2 separate regions of the Hordeum vulgare genome follow, and region 2 is linked to region 1. Evidence: chromatin contacts called from public Hi-C data. All regions are on one chromosome and are shown on one strand. The core of a region is the stretch at or near the end of the contact, and the rest is flanking DNA. Distances in the headings are between cores, read along the strand shown.

Evidence for each region. Hi-C and Micro-C count contacts between places; a contact is called where the count stands out from the background.
Region 2: a Hi-C map of seedling shows a contact between it and region 1, with 4 times the contacts expected there. The contact joins the enhancer-like site here to the promoter of LOC123395438 in region 1. A contact is called at or near these places in 2 of 6 Hi-C or Micro-C datasets (leaf and seedling).

Annotation. Positions count from the first base shown.
Region 1 is chr5H:366,917,138-366,923,488 of MorexV3_pseudomolecules_assembly, forward strand. It overlaps LOC123395438, which reads left to right and starts at 2,716. Exons shown (of 2, transcript XM_045090437.1): 1 at 2,716-4,192. The coding sequence starts at 2,917. The coding sequence ends at 4,170.
Region 2 is chr5H:367,181,113-367,187,463 of MorexV3_pseudomolecules_assembly, forward strand. It overlaps the pseudogene LOC123397525. Among protein-coding and RNA genes, the nearest start is that of LOC123395933, 92 kb to the left of the region's middle. Within about 2 kb of position 2,264, at least 3 of the 3 cell types and tissues checked have open chromatin away from gene starts, as enhancers often do. A contact at or near this core is called in leaf and seedling, where this site is marked.

The sequences.
Region 1 (6,351 bases), core at 1,466-3,965:
ATAGTTCTTTAGTCGCAATATCACAAGAATTAAGAACAACTCCAACAGGGCGACTCATTTCGTCCGTTTGGATCCGTGCGGACAAAAACTTGGCCCAGCCGTCGCCGTCCGCTTGGGTCCTTGCGAACAAAAACTTGGCCCAACGCGTCGATCCTAACTTACGTGTGTTCGTTTTTTGTTCGCCTGTCGACCTATTCCCGACCCAATTTTGAGCCTGATTTGCGTCGGCGCGAATACGAAGCGGACGCGCGCCTACTCCCCTTCCTGTCCCGCAAGTAGGTGACAAAGCATCCACTTTTTCCCTTTATTTTCCTCAACCCCCCCCCCCCCCCTTCGCTCCCGCGCCCGCTCCCATCGCCATGGAGGAAGACCTCGAGGCCGCCGCCGCTATCACCTCCCTTGCCTTGTCCGACGCCACCGACGAAGCCAGAGGCAAGCCCCGCGTCCCCCGCAAGGCCGCCCGTCGCCCAAGAAGAAGAAGAAGGAGTTGACGTTCGAGGAGCGGGCCGTGGAGTCGGCCAAGAGGAAGGACTGGAGGCACGCACAGGATGCAAGGGGCGAGGCAATTGCCGCCGCCACCATCGCCGTCACCGCGCAGCATGAAGACACCAATGCCCGGGTGGAGGCGACAACGAGGGAGGCCTTGTAGTATCTAGGGGTAAACACTAGCCAGCACGGGCTTTTCGCCGCCGTTGCCGCGGCTGCGGCCAACACGGTCTCGTCAGCATATCCTCGGATGATGCTGCCGGAGTCGCCGCGCGCGTCTTTCACGCAGCCGATTCCCGGCTTCCACGCCTACCCGCAAGGAAGCCGCTTCTCGGGGGAATGCTCACCGGAGGTGAGCATCATGGCCCCTTCCACGCTCGCGCCGGTGACCATCGACCTCAACGCCACGTCAGTGGTAGGCGGATCATCGTTTGGAGGCATGAGGAAACGCCATCGTGAGATGCCAGCCGACATGCTTACCGGCACCCGCACTCTGTACGTCGGAATGCCGGCGGCCGTCGATGACGACACGGCCAACCGTTTCCTCGAGAACATGAACTTCGAAGGCGGTGTGACGGCGGCTGGTGCTTACTCCGCGGCTGCGTACGATCCCGATGAGACCCAAAGCCAGGACGGCCGAGCGCCATTCACACAAGCCACCAATGATCCACATGACGCCTTCATGCAAGATCAATTCAGCCTAGACGGCTTCCCGCTCGACCATGAGTTCTCGGAGGACTACAACCTTGAGGAGGAGGAGGAGGATGACATGGACATCGACGGGGAGCCTTTGTTCGAGGAGGAGCTCGCCAACAAAACTGCTGCTGGGGCGAAGCCAAAGCACTAGAATAAGCGGACGAAGGCATACACGCCGACCGAGGACAAGCTTCTTTGTGAGTGTTGGAGGGACATTGGGCAAGACCCGAAGGTCGGCGCCGAACAAAAGTGGTCAGCCTTATGGACTCATGTTAATCGTGAGTTCCATGAGCGCAAGAAGTTTCCCGCATACCAAATGCAAAGCAGGCGTGGATGGGTGTCATTTTCGAAGCATTGGAGGGTGATTCAACAAGAGTGCAACAAGTTTTGTGCCACCTATGAGAGCATCAAGGCACACCCGTGAGCGGCCTCGGCATCCAAGACATGGTATGCATGCCCTCTCATTCCCTTTTGGTGCCACACATTTTTCCCGTGGATTGCATGTCCGTTTGACCACATATGCTTCCTTGGTTTGAATTGTAGGTGTTTCAAGCTTTGAAGGCATTCAAGGTTCAACACGACAGCAAGGACTTCCATCTTTCTCATTGTTGGACTATCATCAAGGGGTAGGAGAAGTTCAAGAAGCAATATGCCGCCCTCTTGGCGCGTGGGGGGGGGGGGGGAAGAAGCTGTGGAGGACCATGGTGACGGCAAGAAGGCCCGACCGCGGGGGAAGACCAACTCGAAGAAGGAGGACAAGCGGGATGCGGCGTCGATTGCCTTGCTTGAAAAGGTGGTGGGCATGATGAACAAGAAGGACTAGAGGGAGGAGAAGCGCCGACAAGAAAAGGAAGAGCAAATGAATGCCTTCATGAAAATCCAAAGGAGGAGGCTCGAGATGGACGCGGAGAGGCAAGCCAAGATACTTGAGTTGGAGGAGGGGAATCAAGCCAAGATGCTCGAGATCGAGGACACGAATGCCAAGACCAAGGTGAAAGAAGTGACCCTCGCAAGCACGAAGACGGGCGTGGAGATCATGAAGGTTGATCTGAACACCGTGTCGCCTAGGAAGAGGCTATGGTTCGAGAAAATGCAGGCCGAAATGCTCAAGTTCGACCAGCTGTGATCTGCGATGAAGATCACAATCCCTTTTTTGTATGCCGACAAGTGTGCTGGCATAACCACGTGCCGACATGACGTGGTCGAATTCCCGCCCCTTTTAGTGTGCTGGCATATGTGATGGTCGCTGGCAAATGTGCGAGTATGAACTGCGTGGTGGTTTTCTATAGGCTCGCAATGTATTTCGGTCGCTGGCATGATGCGAACATGAATTCTTGAACGTTGGCATGAGGCCTTTTTAATCTAAATGTGCGGACATAAATGAGTCGTCCGCGTTGGATGCACGACCGACCAAAAAGAAAAGCGACCAGACGCGGAGCGGGCTATCACCAAACGGATAAAAAACGAACAAAATTGTAATCTGTTTGGGTCGGCCGGTTGGAGTTGGTCTAAGGAGAGCATTTCAAATTTCATATTTCGAAGAGAGTTCATCCAAGGTGAGTGGTGTGTCAAGTTCAAAATATAAAGGTGAGTGGTGTGGTCAACAATACTACTGTACTCCTTCCCAAAGCCTGATCCAAACGTACTCTGTCCCTGCTACCACGCTCCTTGGGTACAAAAGAACACCGCCCTCTGTCCCTCACTGCTACTGCTCCTTCCTTGCAAAGCCAAACCATGGCCGGACCATCTCTCCCGACGCCACCGGTGGTGGAGGAGCCACAGACGGGGGCTGCCAAGTCGGCGACGACGGTCGATGCCCTCCCCGTGGACAGCCTCCGCAACATTCTCGGTCGCCTCTGCCTCGCCGACCTTCTCCGTGCCGCCCTCGCCTGCCACCGCTGGCGCCGCGTCGCCGCACGCTGCCTCCCCCGCTCCGCCCCTCTCCTCGGCTACTTCTTCCACCCAACGGCCACCGGTTTGCCGCCGCCCATGAACACGCGATCCAGGGACATCGACACCCCCGCCGTCTTCGCTCCCTTGGACGCCTCCGCCCCAAAGCTCTCCGTCGACTTCGCTCCGGGGGCCTCCCGCTACGAGCTCCACGACTGCCACCAGGGCCTCCTGCTTCTCGAGCCCCTCGGGTCGCTCCCCAAGGGCATCCTCCCACGCCTCCTCGTCATCGACCCGGCCACCCGCCGCCGCGTGCTCCTCTCGCCGCCGCCGCGCGACACGGCGCACGACGACCACCGCTGGCGCCGCTCCAGGCACTACGTCGGCTCCGCGCTTCTCTCCCGCGCGCACCCGAGCAAGCTCTGCTTCGAGGTCGTGTGCGTCTCCGTCGACGGCGGGCACCCGCGCGCCTGGGTCGCGTCCGTCGACGACGGCCGATGCAGCTGGCGCACGCTCCCCCGGACCATGGAGTTAGAGGTCGATTTCGACCCTTGGTTGTTCGAGTCGCGCTGCGTGCACGCCGCCGGGAAGCTCTACTGGCACATCTGCAACTCCTACCGCATGCTCGTGTTGGACCCTGCGACGACGCACCTGTCCTACATGCTGGCGCCGGCTGTAGTGTCGGACCATTTCTGCACGTACCGCGTGGGAGAGACGCCGGAGGATGGGCGTCTGTGCCTGCTGACCGTGGGACGTCGTTCGCGGCAGCTGCAGCTCTGGGTCCGCGGGTTGGCCAGGGGGAGCGACAACGGGTGGATTCTGGAGAGGGAGATGCTCAACATGCGCGTGGTGTGGGACGCAGTGCCAGGCCTGCCCAATGACCTGGGCCACAGGGTGTTCAGTGTCTGGCCCAGCGACCTGGACGCAGGGCGCACCGGCAAGGTGTTCATCAGAACCATGGGATATGGGCGCTACTCCGTACACCTGGACACCGCCAAGATGGAGCGCCTGCACACCAAGCATGGCAAGGAGTACGGCCACCCGATCTACGCCTACTTCCTCGCGTGGCCGCCTGCCTTCCTCGCTCCAGAATGCTGACTTCCCTCCCGGTGATTGATTGGTAAAACCTCCTTTCCTCTTCATGATGCCACTCATCGATGTTGCTTGATGACGTGCTTAATTCCTCAGATCATTTCCTATGTGGCCGCCTTGAGGTTTCGATACATGCTGGTGGCAACTATTGTAAAGCGATCATTCCAAATACATGTCTGTTTTAGAGTTTCTAGTCACGATTTATTTCTCGATTCCTCTAGGTTTCGATATATGCTCGTGGTAGAAGGTCCAAATATATACTTTCTTCCTCTGCATGGTTCATAGTCTCTAGCTACACTGCACACATGTCATTGCTATCCTGGTCTGTCATACTTCGCATGCCAAAGCTTTTGCGATTCGATGGAGTTTAAAATCAAAAACCAAATTTGTGGTAGGTTTTAGGGAATTTTCAATAAGTGCTAATTTTTCGGAACCCTAACCCGAATTATGGCAGCTTTACGCTATTTGCTCTTTTAGTTAGGGAAGCGTTACGGATCAGACTACTGATCCGATATGTTTTACCAGACTAGTCATTGACCGTATGATGAGAAGCATGATGGCCATCAGATTTGGCTGTACAGCCCCACATGTGCTGCCGATGTGTGTTGGATTGCTTCCTTAAAAACTGTGCCTATTAATTTATTTGCATGCATGATTTCACATTAATTGCAATCAATTTGTTTCCAAACAACCACCCTATTAAATTAAGGCATATCGAATTGAATAGGCGCCATGATAGGTGCTTCCATGCATGCGATTTGTTTCCGTACAATTTGTTTTCATTCCTTATTTTGAGTGTAAGTTTAACCGCCTCTAAAATAATATTCTCTTTTTTTGGTCAGCTTCAAAAATTGTTTCCGTGGAAAATACAGATTGCTTCCATCCTGGTCTTCTAAATAATGAAGAACCTTCCTTCGAGTTAGAAATTGGTCTTCTAATAGAAAAGATTCCTTCCTTAGAGTTAGAAATTGTTTGCTTCGATAGGTAGATTTTTTTTGCTTCCACGGAAACTGATGTTTGCTTCGATCTAGTTCGATCATATTTGTGTCCAATGCAATCACACAAAAATATGTTTCAGACAACTAGAAAATTATTTCAATTGTTGAGGAATTAGCTTCCATTTTTAGGTCGTGCAGTATGCTTCCATATGTGAAAAATTGTCTCCAATTCAAGTGTAATTTCAATTTGCTTCTTATCTAGAATATCTTGTTTCAGTTGACCAACAAGATTACGTCCAACACATTTGAGTTTGTAGTTCGTTTACAACATAGAAAATAATATGCTTACTTCTTCAAAGAGACAAAATAATCTGCTTACAAAGAAAAATAGGGTTTACTTCCCAAGATACTTTCTCAGATCTACATTGCCTCCAAAAAGAGAATAAATTTTGACATGAAAGAAAATATTGTTGATTTTTTCTTATCCAATGAAACAATGCTTCCAAAGGAAATAGTATTTGCTTCTTACGATGTCAGAATTCGCTTCTATGTACAATGAGCGTCGAGGATGCAGTAGTGCGCGCCGATCGTCCCTCCTTCGACTTGGATGATCACGTCCGGCTCCCCCTTGCCGTAGCCGACTTGCTGGAAGAGCGGCAGGCTGAAGGACGGTGTCGGTGGCGGGTCGTCGAAGGTGAGGAAGTCGCCGCAAACGTCGATGGCGCACTCGATCTTGAGGTGGTCGCCGACGACGTAGCGCGATCCGGCATGGAGGTGGCTCCTCCTGGCAACCTCGCCGGTGCCCCAGGCGCACGTGTCCTCACTGCTGGCGTCGAACAGGATCAGGTCCTTCTCGCGGAACAACGACACCGTCTCGCCGGTGGTCTGGTTGACCAGCTGGATTCAATAGATGGAGGATGAGAAAACCATGCAAGATCCAATGGGGTTAGCATCGGTGGAGTAGACTAGGGCTAACCGTGTTGTTGGGGTGGAGGGGGGAGCGAAGGAGGAACCTGCGAGGTCTCGTCGACGGGCAGTGAGGTCGCATCATGGAGTCCCGTCGTTGGCTGGCTGAGTCACGACGAGGCGGCGGCAGCGCAGCGGATTGGATGAGCGCGAGTTCGCGGCGAGCCGAGAGAGGTGGGAAGCAGAGCTCATCAGGGCCGGTGGTTAATGTCTGGTTCGGTGGCGAGAGATTAGGGGAGGGGATGGCGTGCGGGGATATGGTGGAACCGTTTTTTCTTTCCTT
Region 2 (6,351 bases), core at 1,014-3,513, 260 kb after region 1:
GCGAGGTTCTTAACAACATCACATTTATTCCTGACTCCCAAACCTTGGACATTCCAGGATACAATGCGGATTGACCTCACATGATTACTAGACATTATAACAGCACACACCAGACCAACGGACACGCACACGCACACAGCTAAATGAGAAACACAAGGAAGGAATGGAAACAAGATGCCTCGGGGGGAGGTCCATGTCGCCACGAACAAGGCTCGCACCCCATCGTGGCTATTCGCCTACACTAGGCCTCCTAAACATCGGGAGGCGGAGACACCATGGCAGCAGGGATGGAGGCGGCAACGCGCAATCCAGCCATCGGCTTCTTGCCCAAGGGGGCAATCACCGCATCCAGGAGCTTATCCTTCATCACCCTAGATTTGAGCCTTAGGGAGCAGCCAGAGAGAGCATCTTTCAAAGCTCGCGGGCGGATAGCTTTGGTCTCCATGTTGACCTAAGCGTCGGATTCCTTCCTATCTAGACGAGCACTGCGGCGGACCATGTCCACCTCCCTCTCCAGCACATTGCACCCCTCCGACTAGCCCTCGTCAATCTCGACAATGGTCACCCCAGAGCTAAAAATGCCCGAGCCAAAGCTCAAGGTGGAGCCCAGAGACGGTGAGACGTCTCTTGGCGGAGAGGGGCGAGCCAACATGAGGCGCCACGGCTCGTCACCGCCTTCGACCCACGACCTGACATGGAAGGGGTCTGGAAGGGGCGGCGCGCCAAGGACGTGCGGCATCGAGGCGAGATGGCGGCCTCCGCCGCGCCCACGCCCTCGGGCAGCAGAAGCATGCACGACTCCACCGCACCCACGCCCCGCGGTGATCCCCTAGAGAGGAGGGTAGTTGTGGGCGAAAGAAGGCGGTGGGTCTTGGAAGAACGGGATGTAAACACTGTCTCTAGACAAGGAGTCGCCTGCCGCCCAAGCACGAACAAGCCAAAGAGAGATCACACGCACCCCCATCTGCCCCCAATGGGCCAGGCGTCACAAGGCACATCGCACGGCCCCCGGAGCTGCACCACAAGCCTAACAGTGGCAGGCTCCCTTCCCGCCAGCACCAGCGGATCAACCTCCAGCACCCGGTCGAAAGGAGCAAAAGCCGCAGCAATCCCTTTTGGGTTCAGGTGCTCGGTGGGGAAGCAAGTGGCCGCCACAGGGCACACATACCAAACTGCATGTCCACTCGCCCATACACATCCTCGCGGTGGAGTTCGATGCGGGGCCTTCATGCATGAAGGGCTGGTGGCCCATGGCCTCCTCGCAATCCACCACCGAGGCAAGCCGGAGGTACATGGCGCCGATCGACGACGGGATCGTCTCTAGGAGGAGGTGGCTGATGGAGCGAAGGACGGCCGCTTTGAACCATCGTCGTGTCGTTATGGAACGTGTTTGGCGGCTCAATGGTGACAACCGCCAGCCTAATAACTGTTGTGTAGTCACCCTCAGGCATGAAAACCTCAACCGAGTCTGGGCGCATGGACTCTGCATCAATGGAGTGCCCAAAGGACCTAGACGACTCCGATGTGGCAGACGAGCCCACGAGAGAGGAGAGGGCGTCGCCCGAGCCAGCGCCACCCCACCCTGTCCTACAGGGAAGCCCGCAACCTGGCCGTGGTCGGGGTTGCGTGGCACCGGCGCGACCGACTCCAGGTGGCTGGACACCGGCGAGGAAGGGATCTGGGAGGGAGGCGGCGAGGAGACAACCTCCAACGTGGAGATATCGCGGAAACGCGATTCCACCAGCACCGCGTCCATCGGCTCCACAGCAGGGGCAAGGGAGCTCGCCTCTCCCAACTCGAACCCCAAGCAGGGCTAGGCTTGCTAGGTGTTTGGAGGAGCGGGCACACACCGTCGGGTATGGAGTGGGCGAACGACGAGCGGGAGGGAGGCGGAGGAGGAGGGGCGGAGTCGGGACGGAGGTTGGCCGCGTGGAGGAGGCGGAGGCCGCGACGGGGGACGAAAGCCGGCGGAGGGAGGCCATGGCACAGCGAGGCGAGCCTGCTCTATGCCTAGAGACCCGGCAACGGCGGCAGTGAACGGGGTCGCGGACGAGATGGTGGGGGGAGAGACAGCGAAAACAACCAGCTGGGGAGAGAGGAGGGAGGAAGCGCGAGGTTTTTTTTATGCAAGGCAGGTGAAAGCAGTGCGTCCTTGTAAGAACTTTTCCCCGCGGGAGTCGGGGAAGTAAACAGAACTGGGTCCACCGCGGCGGAGCTGTCAACCTCCAGGCAATCAATGCGCAACGGACAACCGCTAGCGACGCCCACATTGTCGCTGGGAGGCACGACCAATCCCGTCGGGAGATCGGGAGTAGGATGGGCAATCGATTCGCAGGGGGGTTTCGGCGAATCATCAGCCGAAACGGTGTCCAGAGGCACGGAGAGCAAACCGAGGCTATTAACTCTGGAGGGGACAGGGCACCAAATGCCCAAAAGGCTACTGAGGCGAGCGCGGCTAGAGGCCGCAGTTACACCCGGTGGGTGGCAACGGGCAGCAATTCGCCTCGCTCGGGCCAAAGCCCTGGCTGGTGCCACGCATGCTCCGCCACGCCACACAAAGAGAGAGAGGTTAATGGCAGGCATGAGGCCACGGCCAACGGCGACGAGGAATGCAACGATCGCCGGACTAGCGACCCCGACATATAAGACGAGCTCACCGATGCGGACGACCTTGAGACACTCGTCCGGGGCACGAAAAATGTGGGAAAGGAGCCCAGCAACCCCTACGGCCGAGAAACACGCTGTCGGCAAGGGTGCGGCGACCTAGAGCACGCCAGGCTTACCCAGGTCAGGGAAGGACCCAGGATCATGGGACACGAAGGAAAGAAAGGACGCGAGCACACGCTCGCGAAAGGCCGAGCCTGGACGCGGAACAATGGCATGGAGACGAACACGGATCACGCTACCATGAGAGAACAAACAAGGGTTACCTCCACAGGGGGCCCACCGTCCACATCGACGGTGAGGGGTGGTCGATGACAGCAGGAGAGAAGAGGCAGCGGCATCGGGAGCCCCTGCCGGGTCGGGCGGCGCGACGGAGTTGCCGAACGCGTCGCGTGAGCTCTCACGCATCTCTCCTCCCATTGCGCATCCGGGCAGAGTTGTTGACGACTAATCATTATGTACATTTTAGTTATACAGAGGCTAACTATTGCTCATCATGCTTTGTATTCGTTAGATTTTTAGTCTTTTTATCCAAAAAAATACGAAACCAAAGCGTACGTGATGGCAGTCGGTGTTAACGGATGTGACTTTCGTGATCGTGTATCGGATATTCTTAAGCCAGTGACTGAAGTGAATTTTGAGTACAAGTCCGGTGACCTTCGGTGAGCTTATCTCTCCTTGCAAAATCAATTTCCATCAGACCTCACCATGAATTTTGAGTACAAGTCAAACGCACCACCATCCCAAAATTCGAAAAGGCAACGCGGAAATCACATGTCCGTCCTGCAAAACGATGCCCCGCGTGCGGCAGTCCCTCCGCCGTCCGGCCCCTCTCTCGCACCCTCCTGCAGCCCCAGCAATGGCGCGGAAGAACAAAGGGAAGAAGACCAGAACCAAAAAAGCCCCACCTTCATCCACCCCGGTTCCTCCCCCGCCGCCGGTGGAGCCACAGGCTAAGGCGCCGGACCCGGACGTCTCCATCAACGTGCTCGCCGAGTTCGACATCTTCAGCATTCTCCGCCGTCTCTGCCTCGCCGACCTCCTCCGTGCCGCCCTCGCCTGCCACCGCAGGCGCCGCCTGGCCGCCCGCTGCCTCCCTCGCGCCCCTCCTCTACTCGGCCACTTCTTCCATCCAACCCAAGTCTCTCCCCCGTACCCCATGGAGGAAACCAAGTCTCCCGACACCCCCGCCGTGTTCGCTCCCCTCGACGCCTCCTCCCCGCGCCTCTCCCTCGACTTCGCTCAGGACGCCTTCCGCTTCTACCTCTACGACTCGCACCAAGGCCTCGTGCTTTTCGAGCCGACCCCCACTTTTGCTTCGGTACAACCCTCCGCCATAAAACGTAAAGTAGAATGTATATCCACCTCGTATTATATACTATAGGCCGTTGTAAGTATATCCACCTCATATAGTATACGTATAACGGTCTATAATGTAGAGGTGGGTATACATTCTACTTTATACGTTTTGTACGGGAGGGGTTTTACCGAAGCACACCTGTCCGACACCCTTCCCAAGCAGCTCATCCCCCGCTTCCTCGTCCTCGACCCGGCCACCCGCCGCCGCGCGGTCCTCCCGCCCCCGCGCCGCGATACGGTGCCCGATGACCGCCGCTGGCGCAGCTCAAGGTACTACGTCGGCTCCGCGCTGCTCTCCGCGCTCACCCGGGCAAGCTCTGCTTCGAGGTTGTCTGCTTCGCCATCGACGACGTGCGCCCTCGCGCCTGGGTCGCGTCCGTCGACAACGGCGACTGCAGCTGGCGCGCGCTCCCGCGAGACGAGGATGTCGTGGTCGATTTCGATCCCTGGTGGTTCGAAGGACGCTGCGTGCACGCCGCCGGCAAGATATACTGGCACATCTGCAACTCTCAGCGCGTGCTGGTGCTGGACCCTGTCACGCTCAGGTTCTCCTACCTGCAGGCGCCGCGCGCGCTGCGAATCGACGCGCTGGCTGTGTGCAAGTACCGCGTCGGGGAGACGCCGGACGGGCGGCTTTGCTTGGTCACGGACGGCGAGCAGCAGCTGCATCTCTGGGTGCGCGGGGAGGGCAGGTGGAGCGACAACGGTTGGCTTCTGGAGAGGAGGATCGTGGAATTGAACGCGCTGTGCGACATGATTCCTGGCATGCCCAGCAACCGGATGCTCAGGACCCATTGCATCTGGCCCACCGACATGGACGCCGGTCGCACAGGGAAGGAGTTCATCAAAACCTGGGGATTTGGGCGCTACACGTACGATCTGCACACCGGCAAGATGGAGCGCCTGCCGACGACAAGTGGCAAGGACTATGGGGACCCCGTCTTCGCCTACTCCCTGGCATGGCCGCCCACGTTCCTCGCTCCAGAGGACTGACTTCGGTAAACCCTGTCGCCATTTTTGTCCAGCGATGTTGCTCACTCTTTTGCACACTCGGATCAGTCTTTTTTTTTTTCATGTGTTTGATTGCAGTAGTTTGTTCCATGTGCATATAATACCATGAATAAGTGCATTGTCTTTGGAGTAGGCTAGTAGAACCTGGAGGCACAAGTGTATCCATGTAAGGTTATAGGGAGTTCTTCTTGCAAGATAGGTAGGACACTCAAGTGATTATGCTCTAGTAAATGACACGGATGGAAGGCGGTCATTCCAATATCTAAGTCTGTTTGAAACTTCTGGTCACAAGTCCTGTTGGTTGTAGAGATACACTTGATACTTCCCTAATTTGTGCGTTCATTATCCTATCCTGCCGTTTCACATTCTGAAAGTTTCCCAGTTAGAACTTCTGAATTGTTCTTACACATTATCCTAGTATGCTTGAATGGACTTTGATGTCATGTATTATAGTCCCTTCATGTGATTTTCCTAGAACCAGTTTTATTTAGTACTCCCTCTGTAAAGAAATACAAGAAGAGTCTTTAGTGATCTAAACGCTCTTATATTTCTTTACGGACGGAGTACGAGCTACGTGGTAAGTAATTTTGGCCAGGAACAACATAATATTTAGAGTAAATTCCGCTTTTTACCTTGTAGTCGTACATTTGTGACACATGTTACCCAATTTAGTGAAACTTTTATCGAAATATCAGATTTTGATGACTTTTAAGACGGTAATTCCTCAGATTTACATTTTTCTTGTTTATGCTAGATAGGATTGGCATGTTGCGTTAATGATTCGTAGAAAAAACTATAAAGATCAGAGGACATCGTTGACGATCATGTCCAGACTTTTCTTGTCCATCTGTTCCATTCTTCATCATCGTTCATATATTTTTGGATCCCGGACGTCACCTCACACCTTGCCTGATGGACATGCATCAGAAAACGAGTGTCCAAAGCTTCTAAAAGGGGTATTATAGACGAATTTCCACTCGATGGGGTAGTTAGTGTCAAAAATGTACAACTACAGGGTAAAAAGAGGAATTCACTCTAATATTTATCTAGTTAACTAGGTTGCTAATGAATTGTAATGTTTATTTTGACATTGCAGTTTTGTGTATCTCTGATTTCCTTGCTCATTGTGATTTGTTATAAATATCTTTTAGGTTACCTTTATAGTTCCCAAATGGCCAAATGCAGGTTGTTTTTATGCTGGAAGTTTTATTGAGCTTCTTTCGTAGGCTTGTCCCAGGTTTAAGACCGGATCTTTTAGCTTTTGTCTATGAATTGTATACCTCGGAAATCATCATCTAGTGTGTACCTTAATGCTTT